Regions from separate parts of the Mus musculus genome. Here all the other regions are linked to region 1. A link is a contact called in public HiCAR-type and promoter capture Hi-C data. All regions are on one chromosome and are shown on one strand. Each heading gives the region's core, a stretch centred on a gene start, on an enhancer-like site or on the middle of the called end of the contact. The rest is flanking DNA. Distances are from core to core; before and after follow the strand shown. Region 1 holds the start of Col4a5 (collagen, type IV, alpha 5). Region 2 holds the start of Nxt2 (nuclear transport factor 2-like export factor 2). Region 3 holds the start of Kcne1l (potassium voltage-gated channel, Isk-related family, member 1-like, pseudogene).

Region 1 (4,443 bases), core at 1,758-4,257:
TGAAGAAACTCACATGTAAGCTTACATAGTGGAAGAATAGGGTAGAAAAGTGAACAAGAATCTGAGATCAATATTTCTTCATTCAAAGCTTAGCAGACACATATTTAAGAGCTGAAATTCAGAGGTAAAGGGTCACACAATTTTTGAATTCAGTCTTCCAGTATTTTTCTTTGTTTATAAGAAATCATTTCACTTCCCTGTTTGTTTGTTTTTCCAGACTTTATGTTAGGACAAAGTGTATTGGTGACCTTACTGACTGAAATAAGCATGGCTCTAAAATTGTATTTAAGACACTTTAAAAGAGCCAATCAGTTAAAATAATTACAATCCACAAAATAAACAATTCAAAATGTGTATTTATTGATTGTATTGTGACTTGGACTTTTATAAAGAGGTTGTTTTTTAAACAATGTAGTATTTGAACCTACAAGCTAAGTTTATTTTTGCCAGATAACTAACTAGCTGAACTGGAAACATAGCATATCTGATCAGTTAGTCACGTCACCTTTGTGAAATTATCCTACTAATTGCAGTAGATGGTTCTCTACTTTCTGAGTTCCATTAAACTTCTCTTAGCCCGAATTCCTTTGCCTGGAGTCTCTATGAGTTCATAGATAATACCAAACAGTCTACAAAAGGTTAAGTTTTAGAAAGCTTATCTGCATTTCTAAGCATTAAACTTTTTGATGTATGAAAGGACCTACAAACAAATTATAAACTTTACTTTCCATCTTACTGCTGCTACATTCAAATCTCAGTCCTTTATACTCTCTTTCCACTCTCAAACTTTATGCGTCAATCCACCTTCTTACAGTTAGGGAAAGCTATGTTTCTTCAGCTTTGCAGGTCTGCCTATTGGTGCAAAAAAGGGCATCAGAGGCCAGTCACCTGAAATTGTCCTGAAGACATTCACAAATGTGTGCACCTTGCATTGTCTACCTCTAATTTTTGTTCTCTAAACCTACAGGGATGTTTTAGGACAAGAAAAATGCTGAGTCCGGAGAGCATTAGGCTAATGTTATACTTGCTATTCCTCTCCAGGAACCCCATTAAGTCCTATTAGAAAGGCTCCATTTGGTGCAACCCTCTGTTACCCCCAACAGAAACACAAGAGGAAGAGGGGGAAAAAGGGGGTCTTTTGAAGCCTTACCGATTCTGCCAGTTCTTTGGTCAAGCATAAGGAAACCAGGAACAGCCACAATCTGAAAGGAGAGGGAGGGTGAGAAACATGGGCTCTCTGGACTACAGGGTCCTGAGTGAGAAAGTGTTCCCCCGGGCTCCCTTTTGATGCCTACTCCCACTTTTTCCGCAGTGACAGAAGTGCAAGTATAGTCCTGGCTTGGGAAAGCAGTCCAAAGTTGGAAAGAGGAGGGGGATTCTGAGCAGCAGCAGCTCACCCAGGGTGCATGCTTGTGGCTGCTCCGGAGCTGGGTCCCAGGAGACTGCTAAGCTGCTCCGCGGCGCGGGCTCATCTGGGCTCCGTTGATGCTTGGCAGTTTGTTCCTTATTCAGGACAGTGTGGGGAAGGGGGGCGAAGTGGCTTAATTTGGAAGAAACTAAAATCAGCCGCTAGAAAAAAAAAGTGCCCCAAAGGAAAACACACGCAGTGGTGCCCGCTACAACTTCTAGCACTCAGGAGATAGTTCCATGAGCCCAGGGAGGAAGGAATGGAGGGGGACGGGGCGGGGCTGCCTGCTGTCAATCACCTCCCCCTACCTTGGGAAGCTGCTTCTCTTTCTCAATTTCAAGCACCTCTGCACATAACCGTTCCAAAGTTTCATGCACAGGTCTCTAGAGACCTATACACAAGAATCTATGCAAGTAGGCATTATATATTTCCATAAAGTAAAATAGACTTGGGTGCACTACTACTACATAGGCAGATAGTCCTGAAAGAGACCTTGCACAAGGGCCCAAGTGTGCAGACTCTTATTCTAACTTCCTATTTTTTCACTAAACTTTTAGAAAGATGAGGAGGGAATCTCTGGAGTTGTAAGCCTAATCTCTAAACCCAGTAAAACTGAGGAGGAATTGGTCCTTATAAAACGGATTCAAAATATAAAGAATGCAGTTTATCCCAGACTGAGAATAGAAATGTTCAGAAGAATTCTTTAGCAAATTCCTGAAAGACACTCCAAGGAGTCCACATCGTGTATATTTTTGGTCTTTTGGTTCTTAAAAGTGTCTACAAGTTATCAAAGCGATATGCATGCCTACTTCATCTAGGAGACACAAATTCAACTACTATTGACTCCATATAGACATTTTAAATGAGATGCTTGTTTTAGTTGTAAGGAATTATGCTAATGTTATATAATTGCTTGCCACAGGTCCTTCTGAAATAGAATGATGGCAGCCACTACCTTTTACCTTAGCTTGATATAAGTGACAAATATTATTTATGGTACTCAATACATGTAAATAGAAACAGTAAGTAAGTTACAATAACATTTAACCTTTTAACATTATTAACCTACTTAATGCATCCTATATGGCATATGTTGTTACATACATTAGGTATTCACAAATACATATGTTCATTGTCTTACTTTATATACGTATATCTAATATTTTCTCATTTTCTGTTTGTATATAGAAACTGTCCTACCAACACTTGAAAGGCAAAGGCCAGCAGCCCATGGAGCAGAGGCGAAAACTTTGTTTCTAATGATTAACAATAAAAAGCACCACACTCTGAAATCCATCCGCTGGAAAAAATAGTCCCAGCTCAGGTCTGTTTGTCAATGGCTTTGATGCAGACATCTGAGGGAAAGCTGGACTGGCAGGCAAGAGTACTGTTAAGAGAAGCTGCCAATGAACAAACGAGAAATCTTTTTGGTTGGACTTGTGGGGTTCAGTCAACTTGTCTTGAAGTTTCCCTCCCTCAAATAACTGAGCGTCACTCCCTCGCAGGTTGCCGGTGCAGTGGGAAGCACTGGCGGAGTGATACGCAAATTCCCCAGCGCCAGCGGGGAGGGGGCGGTGCAGGGAAGAGAGCGAGGAAAGTAGATTTGTAGGACGTTGAGTGAGGAAAGTTTGCAAGTCCCAACAGAAGGCAAAGTGCTCCTGAGAGATCGGCTTTGGGGAGGGGAGGGGGGAGGGAAGAACAGCTTTCTTTTCTTGTTCTTGCTCTCCCTCTCTCTCTCTTATTTTAATCGCTTCCCTCTTATAAATCTCTTCCCCCAAGTGCACCAGCATAACCGGGACACTCACTGTCCCCTTTCTAGCTCTCTTCTCAATAACCCTTCAAGATTATGTCAATCGGTCTGAAGGGACCTGGGATTCCCTGCGGGTGCTGACGGAGCTGCGGGAGCCAGAGAAGAATGCAAGTGCGTGGAGTGTGCCTGGCTGCCGGCTGGTTCTTACTGGCCCTGTGTCTGTGGGGGCAGCCCGCAGAGGCTGCGGTAAGTCCTCCCTCCCGCCCCATCACTGCTCGCTCCAACAGAAACCACTGGAGCCTTTACCTTCCCTACTCTTTGACCTTGGCCAGGGAAGTCAAAATTGGCTTTAAGTAGAAAGAAATATAATTCCCAACTCTGGTCTGAGGGAAAATTCCAAGTGTTTAAAAACAGGGCCGCTTACTTCTCTGTAGCTACCTCTTCTGGGGCAAGAGTGGGCAGAGGGTGTGGGAGGCACATTAATGGGTCACTGGGCTCTGGAGGATATTTAAAACTTTTCTTCCTCTCTATCCCCCACCCAGGGTAGCTGTCTACCAGCTAGCTTCTTTCACTACTTGGACCCAGCCCAAGCACGATTTAACCTTGGTTTATAGTTTAAAATTTGGTTCCTCTAAAATTGAACTGTGGTCAGTGTGGTAATAGCCTTGATGGAGTTCTTCTCTTGGCATATGCTCTTTTCTTAAGCCACATGAACCCACCCCCCACCCCAGGTTTGTAAAGTTCTGCCCTGTTTTCTGACCTGTTGACATCATTCTTTTACAAAAGATAAAATAACCTATCAACCAGGACGAAGTAAAGAAGCATACATAGTCTTATGCTTCAGGAGTTTTGCACATTAAAAAAAAAAAGTTATGGGTTTCTGTTGGCTTGCACTTTTTAAACTCATAAAGGCACCTGAACAACTTGAGAGTTTGCCTTTCACCCATTTAAAGGACAAGAAGTCTCAGTTTTCCAATGGGAATGAGCTCTATGGGTTAGAAGAGTGGGGGAGGATGCTCACACGAAATGACAGAGCAAAAAGTTCCACTTGCCTTTAGGAATGTAGACTGGATACCACAGCCTGTTCCTGAGCAGGAAATCTGGGTAGTCCCAACACCCACTCTCCTTCTGGAGATAAGAGGTAAATGCAAAGGAATGAAGGGCTTTGCTGCAGAAAATATTCTCCAGTTTGAAGTCTACCCTACTTAATTTCATATAAACTGTGAACAACTAAATGTGTGACAAATTATTTAAGTATTATATTTGAGTACACAGAATGGATGTT
Region 2 (4,254 bases), core at 703-3,202, 750 kb after region 1:
CCAAACATTAATAAAAAAATCCAAAGATCCACACATAACTGATTGAGAAAATTATGGAATTGAAATAAACTGGAATAAAATTAGTTTAAATTTTGGACTTGAGTTTCTGAGAAACCCGAGAAACATGCAGACCATTCTCATTTTCACTATTAGTCAAATTCAGTATGTATAATTCATCTCCATAAAAAAGCTAGAACTGAAGATACAGACTTGTGATTCATTAGCATATAAAGAACAGTGGGGCATCTTGTGGGAGCAGCCGCGCCGGAAGTTATAAGAATTATAAGAATACAGGAAGTAAGCCGGGCTTGGTGGCACATGCCTTTAATCCCAGCACTCGGGAGGCAGAGGCAGGCGGATTTCTGACTTCTAGGCCAGCCTGGTCTACAGAGTGGGTTCCAGGTCAGCCAGGGCTATACAGAGAAACCCTGTCCCGAAAAAAAAAAAAAAAAGAATACAGGAAGTGAGCATCATCGCCGACAAAAAAAAAAAAAAAAAAAAAAAAAAAAAAGTGAAGTAACTAAGGCGCACGCGCAGTGACGTTCAGTTGCTCAGCTTTGGAGAAGTGAGCGGTAACCGTTAGTGGGATAGTGAGAGCTGACGGAGGATAAAGATATGAAAAAATTTCGAAGTAACTGGTCCAATGGGGACCAACATTTTGGAAACTCGGGCAGTTCCTGGGTGGAGCCACAAATCAACTACAAATAGTAAGTTTATAGAAATATTTTGATTCAAAAATTAGAAGTCCGGCGGTAGCCGCTTTGAAATCATTGGTTTTTTTAAAAAATGGCAGTGATATTTAAAAATGGGAATGGGTGGGTAGGGAAGTGGGGGACTTTTGGGATAGCATTGGAAATGTAATTGAGGAAAATACGTAATAAAAAAAAAATGGCAGTGGGAACCGGGCGGTCGTGGGAGCCGGGCAGTCGTGGCGCACGCCTTTAATCCCAGCACTCAGGAGGCAGAGGCAGGCAGATTTCTGACTTCGAGGCCAGCCTGGTCTACAGAGTGAGTTCCAGGACAGCCAGGGCTATACAGAGAAACACTGTCTCGAAAAAAAACAAAAACAAAAAACAAAACAAAACAAAACAAAAACCAAAAAACAAAAACAAACAAAAAATGGCAGTGGAGTAGTGAAACATTACTTGTACTTAAATCCTAGGTAGTCGCTGGTTAATCACTTTTTTAAATAGACTGATAAGAAAATAATATTTAACTTATAGTTGTCATAAATAATTGAGTATGAGTAAAAATGTTTAGAAACGTGCTTGTGATCACTACTAAACTGTTTCTTGTCCTGCTGTTCTTGAATACGCTGTGGAAACACACACCGTAGGGTTTAGGGGGGTAGTCCTTGTTATATAATCCCCCCAGAGTGGCGAGAATCCGTGAAATGCTTGTATATTAAACCGTGAGAAATTGTAGGCAGCCCAGCGAAGCTTAGTGGCCAAGGCTCAAAATGGAGAACATTTTAGAACTTTAAACAGTTTTTAAACCCCACTGGCCGTACTTTAAACAGTTTTCAGCACCCCCTGTACTTTAAAATTTTTCAGCCCTCGTGCAGTTGGCGGTTGGTGTTACTTTCCATAAGTTCTGCCCCCTTTTCCTATTGGCTACGGACATAGATTCCCCCCCCCCCCGTTTCTCGTTGGCCTTCAAATTTTGGCCCCGCCTCCTCGTGTGAAGAGGTTCCCACCCAAAATTGAATATTTAATATTAACTTGTGCCAGGACAGGTAGCTGGGAACTTGAGATGTATTTGTTTTCCATATTAAGCTTACAAAAGCAAGGTCCTCCCCTTCTGTTTTGTTGGGGTTTTGGGGGGATGGTGTAGGTTGGTTAGTTTTTTCGTTTATCTGTTTCTCTTATGGTAAATAAACAGTTTGCAAGTAATTTAAAACGGATGGGCGGGATCACTCGGAACTGAAGGGAAACGCTGCTTAAAGTTGGAACATCGGGGTGATTTTAACACCGGACTGAGCTACTTCCGGGGGACAATGGGCGGGTTGAGAAATCTGTGCCATTGGCGAGGTTCGTTTTGTTGCTAAACATCTCATCCTTCCACAGCCAAAGGACCCAGACGAGCGCGGAAGTGCGGACATCTCCGGGGCCAGCTCTGGAGCAGACCATTTCCAGCCCCCTGATGGCCTTGGCAGTGGTGAGTGCGTGACACCTCCTGGCGCCCGCGGCTTGGCCGAGGAGCAAGCAAGCTAGGGCTCGGGCAGCGGAGGGGAGGGGAGGGCAGCGGAGGGGAGGGCAGCCGAGGGGAGGGCAGCGGAGGGGAGGGCAGCCGAGGGGAGGGGAGGGAGAGGGGAAGGGAGGGGAGGGGAGGGGAGGGGGGAGGGGAGGGGAGGGAGAAGGGAGGAGGCGCGAGCATGAGCGAGTGGCGAATCAGGCTCCAGCCCGCCAGCCCCTGGGGCGGAGCTCGCGCCCTCCGCCCGCCCCCTGCTCCGGAGATGGAGCGGCTGGTGGGAGTCCAGCAGCCTGTGTGAGGATGCAGCTCTGTGGCCGGTGGCTTTAGGTGGCCCTCTTTCCGTTGGCGCTTAAAGATAGATAGATAGATGATAGATAGATAGATAGATAGATAGATAGATAGATAGATAGATAGATAGATAGATAGATAGATAGATAGAGCAAGCAAAAGCTCCGGATCCCTGAAAAAGGGTGGCGATTGTTTTTATTTATTTCAAAGACTAGAACTGCCTCCACAAAAGGGTTACTTCATCAGGGATACTCTGGTGAGAATGGATCTGAGGGGTTTCATTTCTTAGGTTCTGCAATTCACTTCCAGACACGAGTGAGTGGTTATATAACGTAAGAAAAATGTCTCCGTGAGGCTGCTTAGACGTTCACTTCTATTTTGACAGGTTTTTTTTTTTTTTGGTTTTTTTGTTTGTTTGTTTGTTTTTTAATCGCAGTAGCTTTTGAGCTTGGTCATAAGCGCTTGAAATGAAGCGCTTTGCTAGCCTACTCAATAATTGCCCACACTTCACACCTAGGGTCCCTGCCTCTGCACATCTCCGAGTTACAGATACATGCCAAGCAAAGAACCAAGATTCATATGTGACGAATGAAAAGATGGGAGATGAATGTGTTTTAAAGACATACACCTAAAACTAGCAGCAGATTTTCAAGCAGAAATTTGTGCCTTAATCTTAATACTCAAATTTATGTCATAGGAGTGGAATTCAAATGCAGCTTTAGAATGATGAGCATAAATTGACAACTTCTTTTGTGTATTTTGTGCTTGAGGGGGGATTGGTGGAATTATAATCTACATTTGTGAATATTTTCTCGTAGAATTTTAAAACTTATGTGGATCAGGCATGTAGAGCTGCCGAGGAATTTGTCAATATTTACTATGAGACAATGGACAAAAGACGACATGTGAGTTTTATAGTCTCTATTGTTCTTTGTTTAAATTTTATTTTTAAAATACCATTTATCTGACCTGCATATGTAATTATGGTGCACAAGTTCTTGAAGAGTTGCTTTCATTTGAGTACAGTTTGGTGGATTGTTTTTATGTTGTTGTTCTTTTTTCAGTTTTGGTGTTGTTTTATTTTGTTTTATTGGTTTGGTTTGGGAAGTGTTTTGTTGTATTAAGTTTTTGTTTGGGTTTTTTGAAACCCAAACATGTTGGAAGGCTGGGGAAAAGATCTGGTGGGACTTGGGGGAGAGAAAGAATATGATCAAAATATATTTAAATTTAAAAACGTTTAAATAAAAATATAAAAAGAAAACGAGTTGCTTATAGAGGGCATGGTAAGGTATTGGTGGGGATATCAGCTCTGGAATCATAAGTTTGACTTTACCTAGTTCCATGTTCATAGGCAAAGTCCCAAGTTTTCTTTACCTCGTTTTATTTTTAAATAGAAAAAATTGCGGTGCTGAAAATTGAACTCGGGGCCTTAACAGATTATGCAAGTACTTTACCACTGTCCTATATCCCCAGTTCGGAAATTAAACACTTCATATAACTGGGTCCAGCACACCTGTATATAAATAGTTGATTTTTTCTTAGTCCCTCGAATTAACATAGTTAAAGAAATTATGATGGTGTGGAATGGTGTGTCATTGCAGGGACATCTGTTGGTCTGCTTAAGATTCTCAGTTGTAGCTGGTGCTCACAATAAGAATTCCAGGAATAGACATGCTTTTAGTTTTCAATAGATCAAGGTCTCACTTTTTTTTTAAATCTTCATTGTAATTTATTCCTCAACTCTATTTTTATAGTATTTTATGTGCATTTGTA
Region 3 (4,318 bases), core at 816-3,315, 830 kb after region 1:
CTTAATCTCTCATATGAAAACACCCACCTCTGACTTCTGTGTTACAGTTTTACATTGTGGAAATCTCATCTCATTATAAAGGTAGCTCTACAGATTCACTTTGATTACAGCTAGTACTTGCGGGATTCAGAGACCTTTTTGAAAATTACATTAATTTTAAAGTTTTATGTATTTGTACCATATCTGCAGCACCCCCTCCCTCCGACTTCTTCCATGTCTTGAGGGTTTTTTTTTAAATTAGCATTGTCTTTTTTAAAAGTGATGAGGAATTAAGAAAAAGGGAAGAGGCGATAAAGCAGTTAAAACTTCTGAAACACATTTAAAACAAAAACAAAAACATTCAGACACAGAAACTTCTTCACTATGTTGCCCAGGCAGGCCTTGAAATCTTGGGTTCAAATGATCTTCCTGCCTCAACACCTTCAGTAGCTGGGACTCTGCATATGCTCTTTCCTTCCCCCCACCCCACCCCCACAGCTACCATATTCAGCCTATAGTCAATATAGAAATCACCACCACCCAATTTCCAAACATCATCTCCAAACAAAAAAATAGACAGTTCCCTGTCTATCCAGTAGTGGGTCTCAAGGCTGGGATCTTTGAGACAAGAGTCTTGAGCTACTGATTAACAAACTTTATTACCTGCCTGTAAGATTCCCCAAGGTTACAGAGCTAGGGATGACTGGCCCTGAATGAAGCATACATACATTGCAGTAATAACTGAACCAATATAAGAGATGCATTTGGGATTATTAAGGCTAAGCAACTAGTAATGATTATCCAAGCCAGATGTCCAAAGCACTAATACTCAGACCATTGGGATGGCAATTAGGGGGACAGGAAAACAAGAACACCATACCCCTGGGACCATAGATCTTCCTTTCCCATTGAACCTTCCCTCCCCTTCAGTCCATTCTATGCCACAATAGTGTCTCCCTAATAGCCCGCTGAAGGAAAAGATGTCTGAGGTCTCTTCGTGCTCTTTGTCTCTGTCCCCAAGGCAACAGAAAGCTTGAGCTGCTGCAGCGGGCCTGGCAGTGATGGCTAACCCCATTAGCTGTGCAGACTGAGCAGTCCTTGGCAGCCCCTGGAGCAGCTGCCAGTTAAACGGCCCCAGAGTTCTGCTAGACTTCGTTGCTTCGATTCAATGCCAAGTGTTGGACGTGCTGGATTCTGTTCCCAGAAGGCTAGAGCATGGTGTTGGGGCTGGCTGAAGACAAGAAAGCAGAGGCAGTTTAATTCGGTTGGATATGCGGGGTAGGGGTGCCTGCCGGCATGGAAGGGAGGGGAGAGAGAAGGTGGTCGGGTGTGAGTAAGGCGCTGCTTCTTCTTCCAGGGCCTTGCCTTGAAGGGTTCTGACCTCTCATCATCTTCTGGGCCTCGGGTAAAGCGAGCTCTGGAACGGCAGTAAAAGCGCGGGAGCCAGGCCCAGGGATAAGCAAAATGAGGAGGACAGCGGATCTAGACCCTCTCAGCGCCCTGAGCCAGCGCAGGCAGCGCCCCTGCTGCGAGCTGGTGGCCGCCCTCAGCCAGCAAGCCCTGGCCATTCTCCGGGTCGGCAGATGCGATGGCAGCGGGGACCCATTCCTGCTCAGCAACACAGGCCAGGGGTGGCTCATCCTTGGCCTCGACGAGCTTGCGGGAGCGGGTGTAGGCCAGGATGAGGCCTCCGGCTAGGCAGGCATAGAAGATCATGATGAGTAGGATGTAGAGATAAGCGTCGTTACCCTTGGCGCTGGTCGCCTCGCGGCCCACGAAAGGGTCAGGGACGACCCCCATGCCCATGCTCGGGCCGGTTCCGATGCCCAGGCCGCTGGCGTTGCCACGATGGTGCAGCTCCAGCAGCAAGCGGTTCAAGAGGGTTTGCAGCCGTTGGCTCTCGCTGCAGTTCATAGCTGTTGGAGAGTGGCACGGAGGCTCCAGGACGCAGTTGACCTTTCCCCCTGGACAAGGGGAAGCAAGCGAGCAAGGGGAGCAAGCAGAGCAGGCAGGGTGCAGAGACTTCGACAGCGAGGTGGCACCCAGCTCCCCGGCAGGCGCTCAGTGACTGGGGCCTCAGGCCGGGCCTTCCTTATCCCCTCACCCCTGCTCCTCCTCCCCTTCCCCACCACGCCCCCTCCAGCCCGCCGCCGCCTCTTTCCAGGCTCAGACTGTCTGGCCACTTAGGGGAAAGGGGACAGCTGGTAGGGGGAGGAGAAGGGGACAAGGGATGGGGCGAGCCCAGAGGAGGGGCGGAGAGGGTGGGGGCTCGGAATGCGCGAGGCCCCAGGCAGCAGAGGTTGGCAAGGCTGCATACTGGGGCCAAGCCTGGACCCTGGGCTGCGGAAGAGAATTCCTTCCAAGTTCTAGCCACCAGCCCTGCAGGCCTGGCTTTGGCCCAGATACAGCAGCCGCCTGCCTCCCCTAAGACAGAACCTGCCCTGGAGCATGCCCAAGCAAGATTTCAGATGTCTTCCATCAGCACTAGCTGGATTATGGCAGCTGAGACCCCTTGTTCACATCCTACCCCTGTTAGTCAAGGCCTATTTCCTTTCTAGTCCTCACACATTTTTCTCACATTTTCCCACCTGTGGTCTGAAGAGAGTGTCTTAGTTAGAAAATACCCAAGGCAAATTTGGTGCCAGAGTGATTGATCACGTAGGCCAACACAATGGAAGACTCCCAGGTTGTTCAAAATGCTCCCTAAATAATACACCAGACTGCAGGGAAGTAGTCTTGCTTGCTCCGATAGCACACCTTGACAGTCACCCATGTGCCTTCAGATGTGCATGGTCTATGCACAGTGTTACCTTGTTTCCTTTGACCAAGCCATCTTCCCAGAAATGACGTCTAATTCCACTATTAGGAGGAGCAGGGACAACAACAACAACAAAATTCTATGACTCTCTAGATGTCTTTGGGTCTGAAAAATGCCCTTTCTAGAAAACATACTTCTCAGTCAATGCTGTGGGACTCTCCAAGGCTTGATAGTAACTCTAGTGTCTGATGGCTTCTGGAACAGTCATGTTTTCTTGGGGTAGGGGGAAACAGGCAATTGGACAAAGATCAGTTCCAGGCATGTCTAACCTTAGGACTGGGGGCCACAGGCTTCACAGGATAAACATGATTGCAGTCAAGAACGTTTGTAGATGACAATATCACGTATTATTCCCAAACTTTAAGCTGTCTTAAATTGAATATAGACTAAGAAAAGGATTTGTAGACAAGAGAAGTAGACAAAGTGAGGTAGTGGTGGTCAGGTCTGGCTGCATGGAGACAATAATGAGAGAACGGCTGAAAAAAAGCCTATGCCCTCTGGACACTCAGGGAGCTAAGCTGCCTGATCAATAAATGCCATTTGATCCAGAGGCCAAGCTGTAAGTGCCAGGGGGTCTTCATATTTTATTTTATGTGTTTGAGTATTCTACCCACGTGAGTTTCTGTGCACAGCATGAATGTCTTGTGCTTGCAGAGACCTGAAGCGGGTATCAGATAGCCCCCTGGAACTTGAGTTGCAGACGGTTATTGAGCTAAGATTGAACCTGGGTCCTCAGAAGAGCAGCAAGTGCTCTTAACTGTCAAGCCATCTCCCCAGCCTTGCTTTGACATTTTAAAGAGCTTTGCTGGCATCTTTGCCCCTCAGCCCATTCTCCCCTCAGAGGCCAGAGCCTTCTAGGTGTTTGGGTGAGGTTGATACCACTCTCTCCTAGCTTCACAACTTGTAACAGTCCCCAGAGACCTTTCACATGACTTGGCTGGACGCCTCTGGCTGCTCAGCTCAGAGGGGCTTCGATCAGGGAATGGCTGTTAAAGTGACTTGGATGATGAATGCCACAAGACACCACTAGGGACTTTCCAAAGCAGTAACTCTCCAGAGATAAAAATGTTGGAACTAAAAGACTTCTCCTGTCTTTTAAAACACGCCTTAAAAAAAAAAATCTAAGGTCAGTACTAAAGGAAGAGTAACCTTGGACTTCTCGATGGCTTATGAAACTCATAAGATGACTTCCATTTTTATAAAAAGGAAACGAATAAGAAAGTCAAGTAGACATGCTGAAACTGTAAGCTTTGGCTGGGGGTTTGTAACACATGTCTTTAATCCCTGAACTTGAGAGATAGAGTCGAGAACAACTCTGTGAGTTTAGGGCTAGCCTATCTATATACTGAGTTCCAAGCTAGCCAGGGATATGTAGTGAGACCCTGACTCAAAAAAATTATATATGTTCTCCCTTGTAATAAATTACTTTTCATACACGGGTACGGTCTATGAGCCTCATCTATTTATTCTCTTCTGCCTCTGTTGTTGAATGCTTTCCACCAAACCTCTCTTTACATGGTC

The links. Promoter capture Hi-C pulls out the DNA fragments that hold promoters and counts their contacts. HiCAR-type assays count read pairs that join an accessible place to other places.
Region 2: a contact with region 1 is called in a promoter capture Hi-C map of cranial neural crest. The contact joins the promoter of Nxt2 here to the promoter of Col4a5 in region 1. A contact is called at or near these places in 2 of 39 promoter capture datasets (cranial neural crest and hippocampal neurons).
Region 3: a contact with region 1 is called in a HiCAR-type map of astrocytes, with 4 times the contacts expected there. The contact joins the promoter of Kcne1l here to the promoter of Col4a5 in region 1. A contact is called at or near these places in 4 of 39 promoter capture datasets (cranial neural crest, embryonic stem cells, hippocampal neurons and 1 more) and 1 of 115 datasets of contacts at active chromatin or transcription factors (astrocytes).

The regions. Positions count from the first base shown.
Region 1 is chrX:141,472,412-141,476,854 of GRCm38.p6, forward strand. It overlaps Col4a5 (collagen, type IV, alpha 5), which reads left to right and starts at 3,008. Exons shown (of 53, transcript NM_001163155.1): 1 at 3,008-3,404. The coding sequence starts at 3,324. Col4a6 (collagen, type IV, alpha 6) reads right to left here and starts at 1,665. Exons shown (of 45, transcript NM_053185.2): 1 at 1,398-1,665; 2 at 1,151-1,202. The coding sequence starts at 1,408.
Region 2 is chrX:142,226,225-142,230,478 of GRCm38.p6, forward strand. It overlaps Nxt2 (nuclear transport factor 2-like export factor 2), which reads left to right and starts at 1,953. Exons shown (of 4, transcript NM_172782.4): 1 at 1,953-2,157; 2 at 3,300-3,386. The coding sequence starts at 2,143.
Region 3 is chrX:142,304,133-142,308,450 of GRCm38.p6, forward strand. Kcne1l (potassium voltage-gated channel, Isk-related family, member 1-like, pseudogene) reads right to left here and starts at 2,066. Exons shown (of 1, transcript NM_021487.1): 1 at 621-2,066. The coding sequence starts at 1,893. The coding sequence ends at 1,462.